Regions from separate parts of the Gossypium hirsutum genome. Here region 2 is linked to region 1. The links are chromatin contacts, called in public Hi-C maps. All regions are on one chromosome and are shown on one strand. Each heading gives the region's core, a stretch centred on a gene start, on an enhancer-like site or on the middle of the called end of the contact. The rest is flanking DNA. Distances are from core to core; before and after follow the strand shown. Region 1 has its middle 8.2 kb from the start of LOC107890851. Region 2 holds the start of LOC107890850 (protein MOTHER of FT and TFL1).

Region 1 (2,700 bases), core at 187-2,686:
AATAAATTATGTATATTAAAATAAAAATGTGTAAAATATATCAAATGAAGCTTTGGTTGACTGGTAAATTAAATGTTTAACTAATCTAATTGATGTGGATTCAAATCTCATCATATGTATATTTTTGTTGATTTTTTATTAAAATAAATAGACTAAAATACCCTTAAATATTATAATGTATTTTAATTTTTTTTTTTGTAATTTCCCTAACCAAGTCAAGAGTTTAAAAAATAAAATAGATATTATATATATATAGTAAGGTATTGGTGGGTTTTAGGTAAGTTACAATTTTTTTTTATTAATTTTTCTTTTGACACGTCAACAACTTGAAATATATCATTTTTTTTCCTTTAAATTTTTAATTGATTACTTATTGATTTTCTCCATAAAATTATTCATCATTTATTATGTGAAATTAAATAAATAGAAGTTTCATGATATCTAAATCCATGACCCTTTCAAAAAAAGTTTATACAATAGACTATATTTCTTTACTTTGATGTTTTAATTATTTTTTACTTTAATTAACTTTAATTTTAGTTTCTTAGATCAAATCTTGCAAAATTAAAAAAAAAATAACTTAAATGGTTCTTTTTTAAATTGTTTAAAATTTTACATAAATATTTTTATGCATTTATCCATATTTAAGTTATTTAAGATGTGCCAATATTTTATTAGTGTATAAAAATTAATTTTTTAAAAAATAATTCTAATATAAATGATTCGGTTAACAACTTTTTAAAAGCAGGCGAGCAATTACGCATGAAAACATTTGTATTTATTTTGAAATTATTTTTACACAACATCATTTTCTATTCACACTCATCCTAATTCTAAAAACAAGAGAATATTTAGAAGGGAATATATGGAAAGAGGTTTGAATCAAATGTAGATGTGCATGCTTGGGAGATTAAATTTGTATTTGGTTTGGGATTGTAACATAATTGGAATAAATCACTTCTGTTCTCTTTAATTAAATTTTATTTAATATTACACTCAAGTACTATAGTTTTGTAGAAGGAGAAAGATTGCTTTCCTGATAAAGCAATTTTTCTTTCCATCAAGCGTTCGTCCTTGAGTGGAACTTTCTAAGACCTTCTCATACTTTGAATGACCCTCCCTTTTCACAATATTTTATAATTCTCTTTCGGTCACCTACATTTGGCTTCTCTTTCTCTAAAGCGTTTTTTAGTTTTCTCGTCTTTCTTGCGTTGGTTTGCATGACCTTGGACAACGACAGCAAAGAAGCCATAAAAAGACATAGTTCTGGGTGACCTAGAAAATGAAACATTGATCACACTTGAGTTGGAATCATACGTTAAAGTCGATGGTCGAATCAGGGGAATTTCGTTGATCTGCAAAGTGGTATATGATTGTGAAATAAATAAATAAATAAAACGGGGCCTATGGTCATGGTGGGCCGTGGGTGCACATCTTAAACGAAGGTATGGCCATGGGCGGTTGAAGATCCTAGCGAAATGCGCGACCTTGAAGTTAGAAACATGCTACCGTTTGTGTTTAAAAGAGAGAGGGAACAAAAGAAGCTAATTGGGTCAGCCACCTGATCACTTGATCCTCAAAGAGAGGAAGCATCAAGGAGGTTCATCTTTCAACATCTACATCTAGCAAAGAAACAAAGGCTCATGGGACCAAATGTGGGTCTTAAAGTTGAAAACCCTCTACCCAACAACTTCAAGCTTCGCAAAACTGACAACGATCTTATTACGGTAGTCTTTGAACATGAAAGGTTTGTGTTATGCATGTGGAAGGTTAGGTCACGCCTTTAAAAGTTGGAGGTCCACCACCAAAAAAATCAAGGTGGAAAAGATTTATGGTGACTAGATTCATGCCTTACCCATCAGCAAAAAGGAGTTTGGTGATCAAGCAAACCTTAGCCAAAGCAAAGATGATGACGAGGATGATGAAGTGAAAATGCTGGTGGGAAATGAAGTTCACGCACGAGAAGGAAATGTGAGAGAAACGAAATATCAGGACTGGAAAATCTTTTGCACATTAAAAATGGAAGGAGCTAGTGAGGTAGACATTCAAAATGATGCATCTGAGAAAGCATTAATGCAATCCGATGGAAAGGAGCCAGATAGGATAGCTGGCGCGAATGTCTCTGATAAGATTGGGGATCGAACGAGCATATATTACTTGCTATGTTTTATGTTGTATGGAGGTTTGGCTCCACTCCATTAGTTTTTCATTCAATAATATCCAATGCATATTTAATCATCGTTCACAAATTGATTTCCACCACATTTAATAAATGAATCCTACACATTTGAATGGTAATTATTGGATATTAATGGATAATAAAATAATGAAGTGAATTTTAAGCCATGGTTGTATGGTACTTATTGCTTATATCATTGGTTGAGAGTCGTTGCTTATATACTATAATCCTTTCGGAAGGATCACCCTTCCGGCTGACCAACGTCTCACCACTGTCAATGCATCGTTGGTCATTTGATGGTTGAGCCTAAATCATAGCATAACCATAAGGTAGGCTTTTGGTTTGTCAAATCATGGTTCTGATTAAACATATGCTGCCTTTGGAGGTCGAGTTATACAGTGATGCAACCATTTTGTATGTATATAGTTGCTTAGGCTGCTTTGTCTCTTGTTTTCCATATGTACTGCAATCGATGGGCTAGAGTCTTTGATAAATGAAACAATGTTTCTATGATTGCCCAA
Region 2 (2,770 bases), core at 99-2,598, 36 kb before region 1:
ATTAATTACATGCAGATGCAGATGCAGATGCAGATTGCAGTGAGTGTCAGTGATATATAGATTACATAGTAAAAGGAATTTTGGTGGCGGACAACATTTGTTAGGGTTGTATTGGATCTTTGACAGATTTAACAATGAATTCAACTCAAATTCTACTGCTGCAAATTGCAAATTGTTTATCTAAGCTTTATGCTAGATGTATTTTCAACACCCATTTTTTTCTTTTTATTAATTATTCTAGTAAACACATACACACGGAAAGTAGTAATTTACTTCTTTTCTTGTGTCATTTAACCTAGTATGAGATGATTTTTCAAACAACTTTGTTGTTTAATTTTGTACTCATAATTTACTAAAAATAGATATAACCCACTTGATTTAATAAGAAAACCAGATTATAATTGTCTCGGAAAATTTTCCCTCGGGATGCATGCATGCATGCAAGAATTGGTTTAATCTTGGCTGAGATAAAAGAGAATGAAAAGAAAATCACAGTAAATATCATCATAAATAATTCTGCTACAATTTCTCTTCTTTACAGCAGAATCAATCGAAATAATAAAGTTAAAAATATGGCAATATTCTGAAGAGGGTATAATAAGACAATATAAATACATAGAGAGTTGTTTATACCTCGAGTGGGGTTGGTTCCTCCAGGAATGTCAGACACGATCCTGAAACAGCGACGAAAGCAAATTGCGTGATGGTTTACGAAATGATCAGCAACATGATTACAAAATATTTTCTCAAAAACAAGGGGGGGCGGGAAACAACGTACCAGTGAACCCATTCACGCATGGTTGGCTCGCTGGGACTTGGCGCATCAGGGTCAGTCATCACCTGGTTTAAATCATCACCAGCATGCATCATTAATTGTCAGCCTCACTCAGAGACATATCGACAAGCATTAAACAATCATACCCTCCCTCTCTCTCAAACAAATTACACTAAAAACAGTGCAGAAAGATAACCCAATTCCCAATTGGTAAAAAAAAAAAAACGAACCAAAGTATAAAACTGGTCAGGAAGGCCATCGATGGCAACTTTGGGAGGGTTGATAGCCATAGAAGGCTTAATGTCACATCCGTTAGAGACGTGCTTGGAACCATAGTAGACGGACATGGTGACGGTGGGAACGAACATGTCGACAACATCGCCAATGACACGACCAACAACGAGAGGATCAACGGAGGCAGCCATGGGAGAAAGAGGAGTGGGGGTGGGGTGCAGTGTGGAAGAGACAAGGGAGAGTATATAAAGAGGTGTGAAAGGGGTGAGAAGGGTGGGGTTAGATTAGTGTGACGTAGGTGGCATGCATAGGCCATTAAAAAGTTCTTGCAGGCAGTGACTGCCACGTGCGTTCCCTCCCAGCTGTGAAAAAAACCTCCCTGCTTTTCTTTTTCCTTTTGTAGCCCAGAAAGCAACCAATTTATGCAACAAATTTCTACTTTGTATATTTTTTTTATATTTCCCAAATTTTCAATGGAAATTTTTTATATTAAAATATTCCTAATTTAAGCTTGTAAAATTTCAATGTATAATTTTTTTGAATAAAATATGTTTGGAGTACTCTGCAATTGAAAATGTAACAAATGTGTGATTTATTTATATATTAAACTTTTTCTTTACTATATATAACCGTTTATGGAATTTTAAATTTTTTTATAACATAATTTTCCATTAAAAAAAATTGGCGATGTTGATTATAAGTTTGGATTAAATTTGTTTTAAAAAATATATATTTAAAATTACTCATTATTTCTTTTTTATTTATTGATATGAGTATGTTTCAGTACACTTAAACTCACATTATCTTATTGGCTACCATATTTATGCCAATCAAATTAATATTCAATCAGATTAAAAGGAATTTTTTTATCAAATTACCCAATGCATTTAATAAATTTGAAAAGACTAAACAAAGCCTTAAACCTTGCATCGCGTCCAGCTGTCAAACTACCAGCAACCCGGATGGGCGGTGCTTGGGGCTCCTAAAGCAATAAACAACATTCCTAAAAAAACATACATTAAGAAATGGGAAACTAAAACGTCCTAAACACGCAAAGCAAAAAAACAGTCCTAATAGCAGTTTAGCTTTTTCTGAAATTTCTTCTCTCCTTTCTGCATCAGATGATGAAAAGTGTGAGAACTAGTAACCATCAATCTAAAATCCTTAACTATTCGAATCTTCCATTCTCACAACCCACCGAGATTCTTCAAAGTTTCAAAAAGCCCTACAAATCCTCCGGTTTAAGTGCACAACTCTCTCACCAGACATCCGCTAGCCTCTGCCATCGGCCTTGATTGATTATATGTACTTTTTTTTTCGGTATGTTTAAAATTATTCGTAGTTCATTTTCAATCCATAAATAGAAAAATAATACGTTTTAGAACACTCGAACTCATATCCTTTTATATTGGCTATTATGTTCATACCAATCGAGCTAAGATTCAATCTAAAAGGAAAATTTTAAATATAATATTTGATTAAAATCTACTATTACTTTTGTGCTATATGTAAGTTATAGGTTTAATTTCTGTATTTTAATTTGATTATTTTTAGTCAATATATTTGTAGAATTTTAGAATTTCAATTCTAACCAATGATAGTTATCAAATTCGTTAAATTAAAAGTTTCTATTTCTAAAATCTAATATAACAAACATATTGTCTTAATATAATTTTAATATAACACTATGTTATTTTGTTATTTTAAATTTTGAAAAATATAAAATTAAAATATAAAACTTAAGCTCTAGTGAAAAAACAC

The links. Hi-C and Micro-C count contacts between places; a contact is called where the count stands out from the background.
Region 2: a Hi-C map of leaf shows a contact between it and region 1, with 3 times the contacts expected there. The contact joins the promoter of LOC107890850 here to the enhancer-like site in region 1. A contact is called at or near these places in 3 of 34 Hi-C or Micro-C datasets (all in leaf).

Annotation. Positions count from the first base shown.
Region 1 is chrD09:47,633,502-47,636,201 of Gossypium_hirsutum_v2.1, reverse strand. No RefSeq gene overlaps it. Among protein-coding and RNA genes, the nearest start is that of LOC107890851, 8.2 kb to the right of the region's middle. Within about 2 kb of position 1,436, at least 7 of the 9 cell types and tissues checked have an H3K27ac peak or open chromatin away from gene starts, as enhancers often do. A contact at or near this core is called in leaf, where this site is marked.
Region 2 is chrD09:47,669,823-47,672,592 of Gossypium_hirsutum_v2.1, reverse strand. LOC107890850 (protein MOTHER of FT and TFL1) reads right to left here and starts at 1,348. Exons shown (of 4, transcript XM_016815427.2): 1 at 1,006-1,348; 2 at 779-840; 3 at 634-674. The coding sequence starts at 1,200.